4 separate regions of the Zea mays genome follow, and regions 2, 3 and 4 are each linked to region 1. A link is a contact called in public Hi-C data. All regions are on one chromosome and are shown on one strand. The core of a region is the stretch at or near the end of the contact, and the rest is flanking DNA. Distances in the headings are between cores, read along the strand shown.

The links. Hi-C and Micro-C count contacts between places; a contact is called where the count stands out from the background.
Region 2: a Hi-C map of ear shows a contact between it and region 1, with 4 times the contacts expected there. The contact joins the promoter of LOC100276544 here to the promoter of LOC100383018 in region 1. A contact is called at or near these places in 3 of 25 Hi-C or Micro-C datasets (bundle sheath, ear and tassel).
Region 3: a Hi-C map of leaf shows a contact between it and region 1, with 3 times the contacts expected there. The contact joins the promoter of LOC103626713 here to the promoter of LOC100383018 in region 1. A contact is called at or near these places in 2 of 25 Hi-C or Micro-C datasets (ear and leaf).
Region 4: a Hi-C map of leaf shows a contact between it and region 1, with 3 times the contacts expected there. The contact joins the enhancer-like site here to the promoter of LOC100383018 in region 1. A contact is called at or near these places in 4 of 25 Hi-C or Micro-C datasets (ear, endosperm, leaf and 1 more).

The regions. Positions count from the first base shown.
Region 1 is chr5:93,360,575-93,365,741 of Zm-B73-REFERENCE-NAM-5.0, reverse strand. LOC100383018 reads left to right here and starts at 1,943. Exons shown (of 5, transcript NM_001361940.1): 1 at 1,943-3,507; 2 at 4,053-5,167. The coding sequence starts at 2,537.
Region 2 is chr5:92,941,322-92,946,488 of Zm-B73-REFERENCE-NAM-5.0, reverse strand. LOC100276544 reads right to left here and starts at 2,847. Exons shown (of 4, transcript NM_001150307.1): 1 at 2,523-2,847; 2 at 2,328-2,417. The coding sequence starts at 2,767.
Region 3 is chr5:93,678,468-93,683,634 of Zm-B73-REFERENCE-NAM-5.0, reverse strand. It overlaps LOC103626713 (protein RRC1), which reads right to left and starts at 2,571. Exons shown (of 18, transcript XM_008647101.4): 1 at 2,265-2,571; 2 at 1,968-2,027; 3 at 1,738-1,870; 4 at 1,540-1,585. The coding sequence starts at 2,027.
Region 4 is chr5:93,065,068-93,070,234 of Zm-B73-REFERENCE-NAM-5.0, reverse strand. No RefSeq gene overlaps it. Among protein-coding and RNA genes, the nearest start is that of LOC100276544, 120 kb to the right of the region's middle. Within about 2 kb of position 3,089, at least 19 of the 20 cell types and tissues checked have an H3K27ac peak or open chromatin away from gene starts, as enhancers often do. A contact at or near this core is called in ear, leaf and tassel, where this site is marked.

The DNA of each region.
Region 1 (5,167 bases), core at 694-3,193:
GATACCAATTGTTACCAGCCTACTACAACTACGGTACAGAGGAGAACTAGAGGTAGGAGATAGGAGGAGAGCGATAGTATTTTCGCATTTCTTAGCGTTCACTGTAGCCAGTTTTAGTACTCCTCACTGCACTCTTACACGGACCATATGTTCGATGGATATCGCCCACTGGGCCTAGGCACATGGCGGCCCAACACTTCTTTCTTCAACTGTTTCTGATTTTCACCGCCATTCGGACGTCTTTCTGCTCCCTCGCGTATACCATTTCCCTTGTAGCTGACACTATGGTACCGTGCGTTCATAAAAAATATTATGTGAAGAGTAGAGACAACCAATAAAAAATCTTGAAATCTTTTTGGTGGATAATTTACGTGGGTATTGTTGTGAGCCGTCGGAATGCACGGATAACTGACTAGTCTATATCTATACTATACTTAAAGCACCAGTTTCAACGGTCGTCGTGCGTCATTTTTTTACAAATAACCCCTCACAACTATTTTAAATTAATCCGCTGCACGTCTATAGATGCCAAACGACGTCCGACATGAGCTAGATTCACGCGGGCCACAACTATGGCACAGACACGTCATGCCGGCCTGCTAACTGTGTCGGGCCAGCCCGTTAGCCCGTCGATCCATTTAATTAAATCAGCGTAACGACGCCCGACACGGGCTAGATGCACGCGGGCCACAACTATGGCACAGGCACATCATGCCGGTCTGCTAACTGTGTCGGGCCAGCCTGTTAGCCCGTCGATCCATTCAATTAAATCAGCATAAAATGTTAAAAACGGTGCAGAAGGTGGGGTTTGAACCCATGCCCTGATGGAAGAAGGTCGGGAGACACTGGGAGAAACTGTCTAACCAGTAGAACATCACATTAAAATGTTTTTAATATTGAATATAAATTGTATATAGGTATATATGTTTTTTTGTAAAATAAAAAATAATCGTGTCGGGCCGGGCCAGCACTACAGGCCGAGGCTACAACCCAAGCACGACACGACGTTCTTTGCTCTTGCAAGCATTAGATCGTTTCTGAGACAACATTGGCGCAATAGACTATATGATGTTTGAGGTTGATGAATTGGATGAAGCAGCAATGATTTGTCACACTAACAACAAAATAAAAGGTTATTTGTTGGTTTTAAACGTTAGTAATTGCTACGAAGTAGCGTAATTTATATGAAGCGCATCCAATTTTTATTGATGCCTGACTTTAGCAATCACTCCATATTTTGATCTATCTTTTTTATAAGTTTGACTTCATGAAACTTATTTTATAAACTTGATCTCACAAACTTTCTCTTATTTGGTCTCTGTGTGATGGAATTATGTCATTTTATAATCTCTGTTCATTCAGTCAATCGTTGTGAACTCTATTCTAACCGCTCACTTAATTGGCCGTGTTGTACCAAGACATATTTGCATGGAGTAAACAATAACATCAGTTAGCCAAATAAAAAAATATATTATACAGAGAGCGGAGACAATCAATAAAAAAATCTTGAAATTTTTTTGATGGATAGTTTACGTGAGTATTGTTATAAGCCGTCGCAACGACCGGACAACCGACTAGTAGCTATATACGTTTAATTACCCATCAGAATGAGGAATCAGAATGAATAATAGGATACAATCATTTATCGTATTATATATTACGTATAATATATATACTCCAAAATAGTCCGTGTTTCACGCAACTACCTGCATGCTAGGCTGCTATCTCCTGCCGACCAAAAAGCCTCCGGATGAACAATGAACAAAGCCATGGTTGTATAGCTGGGTACATCCCCTACACCGCCACTCAGCCCTTCTCCAATAATTCACGCGCACGTCAATTCATGAGTCTTCAAGGATCTCCCCGCAAAAAATCTGCAATTTTTTTATTTATACATACACTACACCTTCCCCTACGCCCTCCGGGCTGCGGAGTCCGGCCGCCAGACGGTAGTTTGGTCCACTTTTCTATTCAGCCCCCTCATCTCTTCGTCTCTCCACCCATGTTAATGATACTGCTCGTCGTCAATCTCCCCTCTCACACGGAGCAGTAGAAAAATCCCATCCATCCCGGTTTCTTATTCAGCCTAGTCCCTTCGGAGACCGAATCAAACCCATTCGTGATCGGTGGATTGCTTCCCGCCTCTCGGAGGTCGGTTCCATCTGTTAATCAACAAATCCCAAACTTCTCGCCCGACAAATCCGTGCGGGCTTGGTGAAGCGGGGTAAATTGGTCCAGTAGACGTCGGTCCAACGAAGTCCCCGTCCCTCGCCGGAATTCCAGGCCGTTCTTGTTGGGGCAGTTGAGGATTTGGTGCGTCTGATCGGAGGCGTGGGGGAGATAAGGCCTCGGCGGACGTTGGCTCGTGCTCTTTTTCGACGGGCGGAGGCTATCCCGTCGGAGAGGTTAAAGAGTTCGGTGTTTCGTGTTTGGTGGTACGGTAGAACTGTAGATTAATCTGTACTGTGTGAAGAAAAAGAAGAAGAAGATTCGGTTTTGGAGTGGAATTGTGGGCTGTAGTCGAATCGCGAGGAAGATGAGTTCCGGGTCGGCGGTGACAGGCGGTGGTGCGGAGGAGGCGGCGGCGGTGCCGCTGGGGCAGAAGTTGATGGTGCACGTGGCGGAGAACGGCCACACCTTGGAGTTCCAGTGCGGCGGCGACACGCTTGTCGAGGCCATCCAGCACTCCATCCACCACCTCTGTGTCATACCGCCCAGCGACCAGCTCCTCCTCTGCGGCAACACCTCCCTCGACGGCGCCAACGCGCTAGCCTACTACAAGCTTCCGCGTGACGACCGTGAGGTCTTCCTCTACAACAAGGCCCGCCTCCTTGCGGACTCCCGCCCCCCGGCGCCGGAGTCCATCTACATCCCTGAGCCAAATATTCCACCACCACCGCCCCGGCCGCAGGACTCATCACCTGTGGGCGCATCTGCAGACCCGGCTCTGAAGGCTCTGGTATCTTATGAAACAAGATTCAGATACCACTTCCAGGTCGCCAATGCGGTGTACCAATCTAGCTTGGCAAAATTTGAGCTGTGCAGGCGGCTTCTGCGGGAGGGGCAGGTGCAGGAGCGAGCGCTGGACACAGCACGGAGCAACCTAGAGCACACGTTCCGGAAGCTCTCACAGCGGTACTCAGAATTCCTGCGGTGCTTCACGCAGCAGCACCGTTCACATGTTGAGATGCTGGCCAATTTCGAGAGAGATGTGCAGAAGCTGCGTGCTGTTAGGCTGCACCCAGCGCTGCAAAGCGAGGGGAGGCATTGCTTGATGGACCTTCTCAAGGAGAATGACCTGAGGAAACTGGCTGACGGATGCTTGAGCTCACATAAGAAGTTTGAGGTCAAGGTGTCACAGCTGAAGGCAAACTTCTTGGAGCTGAAGAAGAGGGTGGAAGGCTTATTCAATGCCATGAACTCAGGTGGGTGCAAGGATGTTGAGAAGCTTATAAAGGAGCATCAGGGAGTCATTGGTGACCAGAAGATCATCATGCAGGCTCTAAGGTTAGACTTAGCATTTGTATGCCTAATTATGTTGCTGTTATCTGAAAGCCACTGGGAACTATCTATTTCTACTGTGACAGATTTGGCCTGATTAATCTAAATGACTTTATTATACTCCCTCTTTCTAAAATAGTGTTCGTTTTAGACTAAACATACATTCATCAATAAATGTATTAATCTGGTTTGTATGTATGTCTACATTCATTATCATTCATTTGAATGTGGACGGAAACAAAGAGAGCTAGAAAGAATTATATTTTGGAATAGAGGGACTACCATTTTTTTTAGAAAAAGGAAAATGGTTTAGTTTGGTTGTATGACTAGTCTATTATCGTGGAGATAGCAGGTTGGCTTGAAACTTAGCAGTGCCATTTTTATGATTTTCTGCTTCTGCTGTACAAATAAGCTTACCAAGGGAGTTGCCTCTTTCTATCTTACTCATTTGTAACTGAAATGTGAAGCAACAAATTCTTCGATTCCCCACGGCTATGTTGCATCATATCATAGTGTTATAACTTATATGCTGAAAACTCTTTTGCTTGCAGTAAAGATGTGGACACCTCAAAGAAGCTTGTCGATGACTGCTCAAGTTGCCAGCTATCTGCTTCTCTCCGTCCTCATGATGCAGTCTCAGCCGTTGGCCGTATCTATGAAATACATGAAAATGATAACTTGCCCAGCATACAGAATTTTGATCACAGTCTAACAAAATTGCTTGAGAAATGCAAGGACAAGAAGAATGAAATGAATACTTTGGTCCATGTTTGCATGCAAAGAGTAAAATCTTCTCAGATTAGCATCAAAGGCATGATGAGTGAGCTCATTGCGTTCCAAGAGGTGATGGGTCATCAAGAAGATTTTGATAATCTGAAAATAGTCAGTGGCTTGGGTTATGCATATAGAGCTTGTGTTGCCGAGGTAGCCAGGAGGAAATCATATTTTAAGCTGTATACTGGATTTGCTGGAAAACATGCCGAAAAGTTGGCAATCGAGTGTCAAAACGAGAAAACAAGACGAGAGGATTTCCATAGGACATGGAGCAGGTACATTCCAGATGGTGTCATGTGTTCCATGGGGCTCTTTGATTCTCCAAGCCAGTGTGATGTAAAAGTCGCTCCTTTTGATTGTGATCTTCTTCCCATTGATGTTGATGATGTGGAAAAGCTTGCTCCCCAGTCTATACTGGGGTCTTTTCTGAAATCTGAGAGATCACAGATAGCAAAGCCTTTGCTAAGCAATTCTAGTATCAGTGGAAATTTGAACAAATCTGAGCAAAATTCTCTGAGCGCTGACGATAAGATGGATTTCCAAGATTTTCTGGGGGGCTATGATACTATTGACATTGCAGGAACTAGTAAGTTAGAAGTGGAAAATGCCAGGTTAAAAGCAGAACTTGCTTCTGCAATTGCAGTTCTCTGCAATATCAGTGCTGAATATGGATACGAGTCTATTGACGAAGGGCAAATTGATGCTGCATTGAAAAAAGCAAGGGAAAAAACAGCTGAGGCACTTGCTGCAAAGGATGAGTTTGCTTACCAGCTTCAGTCATTGCTCACTGCAAAGCAGGAAAAATGCCTGGCATATGAGAAGCGGATCCAGGATCTTGAGGAACGCTTAGCCAACCAGTACATTAAAGGTCACATGGTGTCAGGAAGCAAAG
Region 2 (5,167 bases), core at 1,598-4,097, 420 kb after region 1:
CTTGGCAAAATGACCCGCCTCGCCACATGCGAAACATGTCAATTCAGCCTTGTTCTTCTTCTTCTTGAAGTTGGTAGTTTTGTTGGGCTTGTTAGATTTTGGCTTTCCTTTGCCCTTGTTGTGGTTCTTCTGAACCATGTTGGCGCTGGAGTGGCCCTCGCCTCCTTTAGATCCCGTGTCCTTAGCCCGAGCTTTCTCCTCAACATCCAGAGACGCTATCAGATTTTCAACTGATATCTCCTGTCTCTTATGTTTCAGAGCTGTGGCGAAGTTCCTCCATGTAGAAGGCAACTTTGCAATAATGCATCCGGCCACAAATCGGTCAGGAAGGACTATCTTAAGGTGGTCGAGCTCCTTGGCTATACACTGTATTTCATGAGCTTGCTCTACAATAGAGCGATTATCAACCATCTTATAATCATGAAAGCTCTCCATGATATACAGGTCACTGCCAGCATCTGATGCACCATACTTAGTAGTAAGTGCATCCCACAACTGTTTCCCGTCTGTGTACTGCATATTCGCATCAACCAGACGGTCAACAAGGGCGCTAAGAACGGCTCCCGTGAACATAGTATTGGCATGGTCGTACTCTTTCTCCTGTTCAGGAGTCAGTGGACCCTCAGGTCTGCCTTTACTAACATGGAAGACATTCATAGCAGTAAGCCAGAGCGTGGCCTTGACTTGCCATCTCTTAAAGTGCATACCATTAAACTTTTCTGGCTTCAGCGCGTCGGCAAAAGCAGCCATAGAAAAACTAGGAAATTGTCTACAATAAGGTTTTTGGATTGTTGAATAATTAGACAAATTCCAAATTAAATTCCGAATATAAATCATGACCAAATCAGAAGAACTGAAATAAAAGCCAAATCAGATGATGCGTACTGATTAGACTTACTGATTGTTGGCGCGCGCTAGGATCAGCTGGGTCGACGATGTCGGAAGATCACGAGCAGTCGCGTGAAGACGCTTCCCAAAAACCTTATTCGCCCTCTCCTGGTGCAGGATCTAGAAGACGAAGGGTTCCGGAGACCTGCTCTCCTGATCGCAGATGCACCTCTGCGGTCGGGACGAAGGGAACTAAAAGGCGGCTCAGCTATGAAGAGAGGCGAAAGCGAACTGGGATCTGGGGATGAATTGGAGGCTGGCTGCCGGGCTCCTTTTATAGGGCCGAGTCCGCGACCCCCGTGCTTATCCACCCACGAAAATCTCGCAATCAGTTGAGATTTTGTAGCGATCGGTTAGGATAAGCGTAACAGCCAAGAAACCAAAAAATCAAACGGCAAAAGATAGCCGCGCCCCCGCAAGGCGAGGGGCCGGATTTCGGCGGACCATTCACGCGCATGTCGTGCGCCCGCGCCCTCCGCCCCGCCCCGCCCCGCCCGGCCAGGCGAGGCGAGGCGAGCGAGCGCGCGCGTGTGGCTCTCCACACTCTCTCCTCTCATCCATGACTTGGTGAGTGAGTGTGGCTTCCATATTTAAGTTAGCTCTACTCCACAAGAGCTAGCAATATGGTGCTATTGGTTCCACCTATCCCTTTGCCATCCACTTATATGGGCTTTTGAGATTTTCCTGGGATTTATTTGAATAACTTAATTGGGCCAAGCCCATAAATCCTAACATGGACTACACTAAATTTTAAACAGCTATTTGGTTTGCAAAGAAACAAAAATATCTTGCACGTCATATTTTGACAATGGAAAAACATACCTCCCTCCGTCCCAAAAATATAGTTCCTTCTAGGCCTCTTTTTTCATCCATATTCGAATAAATGGAATATATGAATGTAGACATACATATAAACCACATTTATAGGTTAATTAATGAATATATGTTTAGTCTAAAATAAATTATATTTTGGGACATAGGGAGTAGTAAGTAGTAACAGTCAATGTTGCACCTATTCCAGCTCAAGAGTTACCTATGCACATATTTTGTTTGTATGTGGCTCGCCACTATAGCTCTAGTGACGCCACAAGAAGCATCCGCAACGTCATTTGCCAGCTAGTACGTGTGAGCAGATTTGTCGAGACCGAAGGACTTTTGTGTAAGGTTCGGCGACTTGCAAATGCAAGAAAAACGAGGGAGCGCCACAGCAAATATCTCACATGGTAGACCCTTTCAAGGTTCTTTGCTAGCGCCCGATAAACACGCAGGAACAGAGCATGAGGAAAGAGTAGACGTTCATTTTTAGACTTTATTTGGATGTGCATGTATCTAAAGTGGATTGGAGTGAAAATTACGCATACATTGGATTGAGATAGACAAACAGGCATGAGGCATCAGGAAGTGCAGAAACGACGGCACGCCGATGCACGTGCATGTACCTCATGATACCCGGAGCGGCACCGTCGGCGGCCTCCTTCCGTCCTCCGGCGACCGCGAGCGCTAGGAAGAACAGGAACCCTCCCAGATGCCTGCGTGGACAAGGACCAAAAGAAAACCAAGAAGGAACGGATCAGCCACCATTCGGACGGACGGACAGGGCAGGGGGGAGACGGACGGGGAAGGGGGGCACGCACGTCCAGACGTTGAGCGTCTCGTTGTGCCAGGCGAAGGCGCTGAGGAGCGCGTCGCGGACGGGCCACTCGGCGCGGTAGTGCCCGCGGATGTACTCGTTGTCCTTGAGGTACTCCGGCAGCTCCTCATAGCCCACCAGGCGCGGCCGCGGCCGCCGCCGCGCCTCCGGGCTCGCGCGCGCCATGGCCTCCTCCTGCGTCTTGCTGGGGCCGCGTCTCCGCTTCGTCGGGGCAGTCGCGGCTCCCATGCGATGGTTGGGGTATACCTGGCTTGGCCTAGCTATGCGCAGGGGAACCCGGAGCTCGCGGCGAGGGAAGAGGACGAGTCGACGACGGGGGTTATTGGTGGCAAATCTTGGTGAGGACTGGAGGGGTGCGCGGGCGTGGGGCTACTGACCGTGGCAGGGCCGAGCCGGGCACATGGATTTCCTCTGTCGCGCACGCTTTGCCTCTGCGTTTCTCTGGACACTAGAGAAGGGAAGACAAAAGAGAGACAAGGCGTTGCCTTTGCTTTTAAGTACTTAAGTTTTAATCTCTCTATTTTTAGCTTAGTATATATATATATGATTGAAACTTAGGTCGAAAAACTTCTTTTGTGATAGATATAACAACATTTGGATAAAACCTAGTTTGCATATTCTAGTTTTACTTATTTTGCATATGTTTTGTTTTAGTGAATTATTTGTGGCTTAGATTAGCGAAGTTTTTAGAAGTCCTAATTCAACCCCCTAAGTTGTTGTGTTCCTTTCACCCTGTAAAAAGGCTTTGGTAGCCTGGCGCACCGGACTAGTCCCGTGGTGCACTAGACCAGTTTTCTAGAGAGGGCTGCAGAAGACGCCTGAAGTCTCGGGCACACCGCCCAGTCCGGTTTGCTCTAGACTGTCAAGGTGCAACGGCTATCTTAGGATCCAATAGGCGGCACAATGGCTAGCTGATGTGGCACAGGGTCCGATGTCACCTCAGATGGAAGGCGCCAGTTAGGATCCCAAAGATTGGGATATAGGATCCGGTCTGGTGTGCCCACAGAGCAGATCTCGGTAGTTTCTCTCAATGGCTCTTTGGAAGTTTGAGGCAATAAATAGACCCACAAACCAGCCCCCTAAGGGCACCAACTCATCCAAGCTAGTGTTTTCATTCCTAAGCAATAGAGAAGCACATCAAAGTGATCCAAGCGCCCATATTCGCGAGAGAGAGCTCTGCTATTGTTTTACGTTTGTGTTCTTGATTTTTTTTGGTATTGTGGTTGTGCTTTTATGTGTGTTTCTCCCCCCCCTTCTTGCTTCCATTGGAGTTCTAACTCGCATTCATTAGGTATGGCTAGCAAGGGTCTCCAATCTCTGTGGAGTACCTTGTGTGAGGAAAGACCAACAAAAAGGAACTGAGGACTCAAGCTGATCCATGATTGTTGGATCACTTGAGAAGGTCAAGAGAGACCAAGTCCTGTGAGGCTCCTCAACGAGGATGTAGGTTCTTCGGAACCGAGCCTCGGGAAACAAACTATTATGTCTCGTTTAGGGATGGCAATGGGTACATACCCGTCGGGTAGTACCATTTCATACATGTACCCATCAAAAAAAATTCTACCCGTCGGGTTACCCATATATACTCGCGGGTATAAAATATTACCCGTACCCGCACGGGTATTTTTACCCGTCGAGTAACCCGTACCCGCTAGGAAAGTCTTAAATTCCAATATACCAATCACTCAAAATATTAAATAAACATACAAAAAAAACTTCAACTTCACATATAACAAATCATATGATCACATATCTTGGTATCTAGACAAATGATAGCTAGAGAAGGGTTTTATTTTAGCTAAGATGGGCTCTATTAGATGGTTATAGTGGTATTAATGCAGGTATATTTTACCCATGGGTAGATGGGTATGGGTAGTACCAACCCGTACCCGTCTACCCAACGGGTAGAGGTTTTTACCCATTAACATACCCGCGGGTGGAGAAATCATCTCGTACCCGCCTTCATATTAGGTAAAACCCATCGGGTATTCGGGTTTCAGGTACCCATTGCCATCTCTAGTCTCGTGTTATTTACTTTTTGTAATTTATTTTCTTCTCTCTCTAAGTTCTTGTTATTATCTTCACTTGTGATATTGCTCTTAAATAAACTTTGCAGCCAAGATTAGCATCAAGTGCAAGAACTTTCCTCGTTCTACTTGTTCTAGCTTTTCGAAAGTTGCCTAGAGGGGGGTGAATAGGCAAGAGAAAACTTTTTCAACAAAAACTAGAAACGAACTGGGTAAAACTAGTTCAACCAGTGTCAAAACCGGCTCAACTAGTTTGCACGAGCTCAACTAAAGAATGAGATATAAAACTGAATTGATCTCGAAATTCACCCAATTCACTTTGTAAATGAGATGTCCTAGATGATCCACAGGGTTCAAAGTAGTAGATCTAAAAAGGGCACTTCTCAAAATCCACACACCAAAAAGATATGAACAATTCTTCCACGGAATGGTGAGAGAACGATGAACACGAACAAACACAATGAACAAGAACACAAGAGACACAAGATTTATCCCAAGGTTCGGTCACACCATAAAAGGTGCGCTACTTCCTCGTTGAGGCGCCCACAAAGATCCAAGTCTCTTTCAACCCTAATCCTCCGTTCACCGACCACAAAGGTCA
Region 3 (5,167 bases), core at 1,322-3,821, 320 kb before region 1:
TCGAGGTCTCTTGGCTCCGCCAGCTTCTTCAGGAGCTCCACAGCCCCCTCGAGCGCTCCACCCTCGTCTATTACGACAACATCAGCACGGTCTACCTCTTCACCAACCCCGTGCAACATTAGTGCAAGAAACACGTAGAGCTCAAGCTTCACTTCGTCCGCGAGCGTGTCGCCGTTGGTGACGTTCGCGTTCTCCGCGTCCTGACCACCTCGTAGTTCGCTTACATCTTCACCAAGGGGTTGTCGTTGAGTGCATTCACTGAGTTCCAATCCAGTCTCAACATCTGTATAGGATAGAGTTGAGACTACGGGGGTGTTAGACTCATGTTTAGGGTTAGGGTTAGGGTTAGGGTTAGGGTTCTCCTGTAATTACCTAGTTACCCCTATTGTAATGGGCTTGGACCACCTAACTCCTCTATATAATATAATCCCAACCCTAGATTAGGGTTATAGGGTTAGGGTTTCACATATTCCAACTTCCATACTCAACACAATGTTCTCATACCATCTAAGGGTGTGTTTGGTTTGGGGGCAAGGTGGGACGGGATAGTGTTATCCCTGCTATTAGGAATAGGAACAAGATTATTCCAGTTAGTTGTATGGTATGGTATGAGGGATGAGATGATCATAGTTTTCTGTCGGTGAGTGATGTGGAGGGATTAGAAGGCATGACCCATGATGTCAAGACTCAAGAGATCAAGGAGTGAGAGGATGGCATAGTCTGCCCAGTTTTGGCAGGATTAGCCTATCCCAGATTTTGTGTGTGTGTGATGGTGGAGTGGGCAGGATGCAATCAAACCCCTCAAAATGGGATAGCCCCTTCCCCAGTCACCATCCCCTGAACCAAACACATCTTAAAAGGACATTTGTACATTAATAGAAAATAACCACCGGAAACACAGAAATGCAGATTAAACGTGGTACCCAAGTTCAGATAAATCACTGAATTATATGACTAGTATACATCCATCATAATAATCCACAGTTCTATAAGGTAGATACCCAGCATGCCTATCCGAAACCCTACTGCATTTTTATTAGACGGTCAAAAACACTAATGTAAGGTCACCTAATGATGAAACATTTTGACCTCCATAGAAGTGCTAACACCATAAATAAACAAATATGGAATCAAACAAAGGCAAAACATGAGCTAATGTAATACCATCACAAGCTGATGTAGCAACAATGAATTATTCCATCAGGTTGAAACTACAGGATAAGTGCAAATAAAACACTAGGCATGAAACAAGATGGCATGACTATTCATAAGACTGGCAAACAATTTTCTTCTTCAGATTACCCTTATCACTGTTTTAAAGTGCATTCAGCATTTGGTTACAGCTTCAAAGTTCAATTAGCAGACATCTCAAGAAGTATTACTGTAATGAAGAGAGATGTGCCGAGTATATAGCATAAGGCAATCAAAACTAGGTCTTGTCCCTGAATTCTGGTTATATTAGTTGCATGACCATCTAAAGATGTAACAGTGGTACCACAAGATACCATCTTCTAGAAATCAAGTATTTTTGCCGTTTACCTACTGCCCTTCTTTGGAACAGACCCCCCATCTTTGGATTTTCCACCTGCCATTGCCGAATGAATAAAAAGGCCGATCTCTTGATCAATTGGAGCGATAAAAGAAACAATGCATATATCCATCTTGGAAGATATTGAAACTACAGAGTGGGAAGGCAACTATGAGAAAGTATGCAAAAATGAAACCCCTTCCACTAACCTTCCGAGTCAGTCTTCAGCTTTGCATTGGGGTCAATCACACCACCTCGGATAAACTTAGCCCCAGATGAACTATCACCTTTGAAGGACTCAACAAATTCCGCATATACACGTGCTGCTTCATCTTCCTCCCTCTTCGCACACCAAAGCAGTCAAACAAAATATGAACACCCAGTACAAGGGAAAAATAAGTGTCACATGAAAAGGTTAGAAGGGACTTGAACCCCTGACCTTCTTCCTCGCCTCCTCAGCCTCCCTATGCTTGTGGTACGGAACCTTCTTCGAACTCATCTGGGCATTATCACACAATCATCACAGTGCATCAAAATCAGGGGCGGAGCCAGTATAGGACATGGCTGTACACATATACACCCGATATTTTTTGCAAACAAACCAAAGTAAATAAGCACAACACATGAATATAGTTCAAGTGAATCAGATCCGAATACAAATAGCTTGCACTAGGGATTAGGGTTTGAGTGCTCGGTTTCGCACAGGAGGGGAAGAGGTGCAGTGCAGTGGGCATACCTGTTGGGTACTTGGGTGTTCTTCGCTGGCTATGGTCCTGACGAAGACCTGGTCACCTGGCTAGGTCGGCGGTGGCGCTGGGCCAGTCGCGGCCGCCAGAAACAGAGGCGCCGAGAAAGAAAGAGAGGACGCACGGCCGCACGCGAACGGCAGAAGCCGAGAAGGGAAAAGCCAGGCCGCACCCCGCGGAGAGGACAACGGGAGCAACCGAGCAATTGGGTTTCAAACTAGCCGGACAAAGGGCCCGTTTGGATGGCTCCTGGCGAGAAATTTCAGATTTTGGGACTCAATTCGTGTGCCTGTCAATGGCCCTGTTTGGCACAGCTTATTTTCAGCTTCTTCACAAATTTAAGCAGAAGTTCTACCAAACAGATAGCTTCTGCAGCAGCTTATCAGTTCAGCTGCTTCTCAGAATACACTAAAAGCAGCCAACAAGCAGAAGCTGTTTTTCACCAGCTTATCAGATAAGCTGCTTTTTCAACAAGCAGCAGCTGTGCCAAACAGGGCCAATATGTCAATATAAGGACTTATTCGCTTGTCTTTTAGAATTTGACACTTCTTCTCATCAAATTTTTGATTCGTGTGTTTCTTCGACGATTACTTCTGTTTAAGCACCAGTCACTCGTTTAGGGTTCACATTCAAAAATTTGGGACGGTTTTGACCATGCTCTCTTCAGTATACATCACTGTCGTCGCTTCCTTGAAGCCTGACGCCTCCTCTCTCTAGTGAGAACTGTACAGCACCGCCGTCTCGACGATCTCCTTTCCGTCGGTGACCAAGTAGCCCACGTATGCAAATTGGCAGCAGAGTTCATTGCAGTCAACTTGGTGTTCTCGGTCTGCACAAGTCTGTCGTAGTCAACAGGTCATTTGTGAACTCTGTCGCAGAAGACCGGATAGCGGAGAGATCTGTCCGCCGCCGGTTGTCGTTCGTTGTCCTCGCAGACGACGTCCTCCCTCCCTTTCCTTCATTTGTGTGTCGAACAGTGTGAGTAAATCCCTCATCTTCTTGGTTTGGTGATTTATTGAATCCTCGCAGAAATCCCTCATCCCAAATACTGAAATTTCTCAAGGTTTGACTGTGCAGGCGACGATGTACTGTTATGCTCCTATTGGTTTGACGATCGTTTGGTGAGGCTATCTATGGATCTCAGTTGTTCCCCTTTAGGGTAAGACCCTCATCCTATACATTCTCACATATTGGTTCATGAACTGTAAATGTTGTTAGGATAGGGCAAAGCATCAGTGGACCTGAACTGATGCTTAATTTTTTTGTCTTGTTGGGTAGGATTGATTCGGAAGCGGCATTTACATTATGTGTTCAGTTCAGTCAGTTTACTACTAAGTTGGATGATGGTAGTATTCTTGATATGTCGCGCAAATACAGTGAATGGGTTGTAGATTCTCGCTCGTATAGTATGTCAGTTCTACAGAAGGATCTAGCTGCAGTGGTGAATTGGGGAAGTGGCCAGGAAGCAGTTGTTTCTGTTTATAACATGGGCACTGCTGGGGAAGAGAAGTTGGTAGAAGATTCTGACTTGTTCCTTGCTTTTTGTGACAAAAAAAGATAAGAAGTTGCATTTGTTTGTTGATGTTGAGGATAAAAGAACACAGTTCGGTTCTAACTCTGGTGTCACTGAAGTGGTATTTAGTAATGCTCCTACAGAAAGTAGTAGTGCACATCCCAACCACAGTACCATGAATATTTGATTAACAAGGTATTCGAAGCTAGTGACAAGGTCAAACCATGGTTGGAAAAGCATCACCATTTGCTTTGGTCTAGAAGAAAATTTTGTGAAGAGATTATGTGATTTTATTACAAACAATCTTGCTGAGGTTTGGAACAATTGGGTCAAGGACCTAAAAGATCTTCAATTACGGACCTAGCAGATTCATTGAGGACAAAGTTCATGGAGCTCTATGCAAGAAGAAGAAGAAGAAGAATTGGTGAAACTTTTGAAGGCCATGTCATGCTTGTCATGCTGCCTATTATCGTAAGTCAACTTAACGTTTTGTCTAGGCAATTGGGTCACTTGAAGGTAAAAGAAGGGGGTAGGGAAGAGGCAGAGGTGACAGAGATAACAGATTCACACAAAATTATTAGGCATGTCCCAAATATTATAAATCACACATGTTCTTGTAGGGAGTGGCAAGTCTCCGGAAAACCATGCCCACATGCCTTGGCGCTCATTATAACCTATTTTATCACATATTTTTTGTTCCGTATGATACTCGATTTGAAGATGTATTTTTGAATTTGTAGGAAGAGTCGTGCTAAGATAGGAAGGGTGCTTGGTTTACTTACCGACGAACCTAGTGGTAGTAGTCCAAAAAGACAACTAATGGGGATGGATCATTTTGCAAATCCTACCACTCCAGAAAGACAATACTAGGTATGTAGTAACAGCTATGCACTATTTGTGTCATTTCCAGCCTGTGGACAATTATACCACCATGTCCATATGTGTAGGAACCAAATCTATGTGGAGGATGCTTCAGATCCTACACAGGAAATAACTGTGACACATCAGGAAGGAACAAGTCATGTCACTCCACCAAGACATATGAAGAGGGCAATTGCTAATAAACTCACTCCAAGGAAGGGCAAAAGGCTTTGAAATTGTAGTGTTGTATTGGAAGTGTGTATGCTGATGGAACATGTATGGTTTAATGTGTAAGTTGGAACAATGAGGCTTGTTATTGAAAATTCCTGTGCTATTTGTACGCTGATGGAAAATGTATGTTTTAATGTGTAAGTCATGTATCGCTTACCCTTACCCAGGGCAGTGCTTAGCTTAGACTAATCGGAGAAAGAAAAAACGAAGCAGATTTCTTTTTTTCTTTCTTCCCACTAATGGTCGTGTTGTCTGTCATAGACAGAAAAAAACGAAGCAAGCTGGTAT
Region 4 (5,167 bases), core at 1,840-4,339, 300 kb after region 1:
CATGTCATACAAGCTGGCCCGAAGCACGAAGAAGGCGAATCATCGCACAGGGAGCATGCCACCGCCCCACGGTAGCACGCCCCTTCGTCTTCGCCGCAACCAACGGTCAAGAAGGCGAACGCCGCACAAGAAGCGTGCAACCGCCCTGCGGTTATACGCCCTTTCATCTTCGCCGCAACCAGCGGTCAAGAAGGCGAACCGCCGCACAAGAAGCGTGCAACCGCCCCGCGGTTGTGCGCCCCCTCGGCTTCGCTGCAGCCAGCAGTCCAACCTCTGGCATGGGGGCCCAGGCCCACATGTCATGCACCTGGCGCACCGATTTTTGTGTACAGAGAAGTCGCACCGCCACTCGCGCCAGTACCACGCCTCCTCGGGGCCGCCACAGAAGACGGAAAAGTTAAATTTTCAAAAATGCAGCGACTCGAGGCACCCCGCGCATGGCCCAACAAAGACATTAAGTGTGGAGGTCATGGGTCAGTCAGCCGCGAGGATAGGCGTGGCAGTCGGCGTGACCATGGGCAGACTAGCAGTAATTGCATCAACGGGCGCGCAGGGGCAGCGAGCCAATCGCCAATCAGACTTTGGCCCCACCTGCAGGCTCGTATCCTCCCCTGAGGCGGGCCCAGGGGCCACTGTCGGTACCCTGAATCAGGGGTACCCCCTACTACAGTATGAAGACGCGGTGCCCATACGACGTTCCATAGGCGAACGGTGAACAGCACCCGACCCCACCACGTGGGCGGCTCAAGGGGCACCGCGTGGCGAGAAAAGATGGTACATCCCAGGATGTATCAGTTGGACCGGACCTCCGTGAGGGAGCATCAGACCCCTGTACGCACAACCCAGTCCCCCAATTACGGCCCAGAACTCCCAAGTAAGCATGCCAGGTCCCTCGGATGGGGTCCAGATCCCTCTGAGTAAGGTCCGGGCCACAATAGGGTTCCGGGATAGGGGAGACCCTGGCATAAGCAAGGGTCCGGTACTGACACATGTCCAGGCCTTATCCTGTGCGCTTGCGCTCCCCGCTCAGGCGGAGACCTGATGCTGCCACGTGGTTTGTAGCCCATGACATAAGCCAATGGGCGGAGCCTGACGTAAGTCCTCTAGGTCGCACGGTCTCTGCATTTATTGCAGAGAGGACGCGCCGCCTGTCCACCCTGCTGACAGGCGATGTGCCCCCTCAGTATTTAATGCGTCCTGTCGACTTAGCTGGCAGGCAGCGCCAGGGCCATCCTGCAGACGGCGCACCTGTCTAGTCCATTGTCAAACAGTGCGCCCGTGCCACGCAGCGCACTATGTCCATCATCCCTTATACTAGAAGCTTCCCCTGCACGCCGATGCTATGCAGATCTCGGATGTCAGGGTTCAAGAAGATTGCTCCAGCATCAAACATTAGTAGCTCCAAGTATTATATCCATTGTGTTCCTGGGCCCACATGTCGGGGCTCAATTCTCTTGTATGTGCCCCCCTTCGAGCTATGAAAGGGAGGGCACACGACAACAGGAGGATCTCTCAGGCCCAACTTAGACTCTCAGCTCTCAAGATTCCACAGCAATCCAACACACAGTGGAGTAGGGTATTACGCTCCGGCGGCTCGAACCACTCTAAACTCTCGCGTGTTCTTGTGCTCAGTGATCGTTTAGCAGGACAGGCAAAACACTTAAGCCCCTTCCTCATCTTAGGATTAAGGACGGGTGCACTCCGCCACCCGGCTGGAGAATTCCCTCTCCGACAGTATGCGACATGGTATAATTAACGTTTTTACTACGTAGTAAATATTTATACAATGCTAACACAATTTGAATGGATCGAATCGGAGTTAAAATGAATTAGTTATGATTTTCCGAAGTTTTAAGTGGTAGACACAAAACAAATCAAGCGCATATATTTAACCATATGTTTCATACTAAAATAAGGTTACTAGATGATAAATAATATTTTCATGAATTTATTGCAACTGAAATGGATGAAAAAGGAGTTATAATGAATTAAATATGAATTATACAAGTTTCTGTATTTATTTTTATATCTATATTCATTTTCAGATCTATTTAATACAATAACTGAACTGTGCACGCTAATACATGAGATATCAGGGGCTATTTTGTAAATTCCGAGGATCTAACCGTAATAGTTTTCAACCAGCGAGGGATGGCGGGCTATTTTCCATAAAGGATGGGGACTCTTTTGCAAACTTGCCACGGCGAAAGGGTACCGATCTGTCATGGTCGCGCGATCGGATATGGACGGTCTAGATTAGATATACCATGGCCCGAAGTGGTATGCAATACAGACCACCGGATCGAAAACCTACGTCCCAGATTTTATTGGGCTAGATCCATTCGCATCCGATCGATATGGATCCAACATCCTATGTTACTTCTACCCCACCCGGCATCCGGATTCATTCACCACAGCCAGATCACGATCCAACGGCTAGAAACCTATGTTCCCCACCGGATGCAGGCAACGCGGTGTCCAAGCAGAACACGACGGCAACACGGGTTCGACAAGGAAATCTCCGGTGACCCCGTGTATGAATCCCAACCTAATACGGCCCAAGCGCATCTAGGGGGAAAGTGAAGAGGGAAAAGGGGCTTACCAGAGTTTATCAGCGCGGACACTGTCCCCGGAAGGATATGAGCCACGACGGCAAAATCCAATTCCCGTGAGGAATTCCTCCCATCTCGGATGCAATCCTCGCCAGAAAGAGCCATGGACCGATGCGGGGTGACTTGGCGACAAACCCCGACTACTTGGTGAGTCCCGGAGTGGTGGCGCAGGTGCGATGCCCACTCGACGGCTTCTGCCACCCCTCTCTCTGCGCACTAGCGGAGAATCCCATCGACGCCATCTTTTGGAAGGTGGAGTACCTATAATGGAGGACGAGGGTCGCGCCTTCGATTCCCTTTTGTAGCCAGGTGGGCGCGAGCCAGGGAGGTTGCGATAGCAAGCACGATCCTCCACAAATGCCGCACGGAAGTCAACATTTTTGTTACGAGCTCGCGACTGGGATGGGGAGAAGGGAACCGACGATTGGGCCCCACCAGCCGGTGACCAAGTTCTTGGGGGAACGAGAACTAGGTGGCTGACGCGCGGGTCCACGACGCCAGTGAGCGGGTGCGGGAGACAGTGGGCCGAGAGAGCACATGGAAAAGGGGAGAGTGGGCCACGAGGAAGGTGAGTCGGCCCAAACGCAGGTCTGTCCCTATCTTTTTCTTTCCTATTTTGATTTCTTTCAAATTTTCAAAATCAAATATGATTCAACTTTATGTTTGAATTTCAGATTCCCATTTATCAAATATAAACCAAATGTGAATATATACTCTATTGTTTAATATTATTTTTTTATTTATTAATGGGAGGAATAAATGGTTTCATGATAAATCCCTTTTCTCATTTTACTATTTTATGTTTTCATTTAAAATTAGAGATCTAATTACATGTTTTCAATAAAATGCATCACCACAAAATCAACAACAGATCAACCTTTCTTAACTATTTATTGGTCCCTTAGTTAATTTACTATTACTGTTTGAAGATGAGGACAGAGAGTCCTAATAGATTTTCAAAGGTCTTCAAAATTCTCACAACCCTATTGTATATACTCTTATTTCCTTATTCTATAATTTTATAATATATGTATTTATTTATTTATTTTATTTTTTCCTACCAATTTCAGGTCTTACAAATCCTACCCCCCTTAAAAGAAATCTCGTCCTCGAGATTTGTAGAAAAGGGTGTATAACCATGTTGCCTCAGAACATATGCAGAAACAAAAATCTCAGCATGATGCATAATTTATTAGCAACACATGGGGTCAATTAGACCTTATTATTCCTCCTAAAACAATATCATACCAACCACTAACTAAAGTAACGTTTAACTAAAATAGTAATATATATATATATATATGTAGCTTGGTGGAGCTGGTGGTGGTGGTAGAGGTAGTGGGCATTGTTGTTGTTGTCTTTCCAATCGTGCTTGTCTTATTGCTTGTCGTATCTCCAGCCAGTCCTGACGTATTTCCTCACGTTCTTGTCTTATCTGATTTTGCATTTCGTTAACCACTTCTACCATTTGTTGTAGTACCATCATTTGGGCGGCAACCACTTTATCGATTCCAACCGGTGGAGGATTCATTTTTGTTTGTTGTTGCCTGATAATCTTCCCTTCCTGGTTTTGAGCATGAGAGTTAGAAGCATGTGGTAGGATAGTTTTGCAATGAAAAGTATTTGGTAAGCAGAATGAATAGGCTAGTAGCTGGTTATGATCTGAAGATTCTTTAGCAGGGCTTAATCTTTGTTTTATGTCCAGATTGGGGTAACCAGTCGTATAAGGTGAATATCCAAAGGTAGGATAGAATTTTGTCAAGATGAGATAGTCTACATGATATAGGTTAAAAGTTTGTTTGATGTTAGGTGAGGATAGACAGATTATACAATCCATTATGACTCTATGGTTAGCTCTTCTGCTCATGGTTGAGTTGGTCTACACCTGGCTATTAGGTTATAATCTCTTCTACCAATATCACTAATCTGTTTAAGTGGACCACATTAGATTCTATAACACTATTTAAGAATACCATTTAGTTGAGCATATCCAACTGACTTTATCTTTATGAAATTCTAGTATATCTTTTTTCTAAGTAGAACTTCCAATTAGTATTTTTTTATACACCTAAAATTTTCATGCCATTAACAGGTGTGGCATAGAAAACAAGGGTACATCAGGTTTTAACTATTAGGTGAGTATAGAGAAGATTTGGGGGCAGAAGAAAGTTAGAAAAGGGAGATTGTTATTATGGGTGGTGGATCTTGATTCATCTGAAGATCTGTTTCTACTCATATCCTTCATTATCGGGGTTAACCTTCTTCTTGATTTAGGGACCATCGGTCGTGGTGTTAAATGCCATTATCTGAGTTGGGATAACAATTGCGGTATATGGGGTAGGTTAAACAGAGATTTACTTTGCTTTTGAGATAAATGGGCTAGGCAACCTAGAACATAGGCTAGGTCGTTGTTTCACGGATGAGTTGGTCTAAGACACCAATTTAGATTTAAAACCCATTTATATGAATATGGTCTAATCTATGTTACCAGTATTAAATAACTTGTTTAAGTAACTCCCTTTAGATTAGATCATATCAGATTAGGTAGGGTCTAG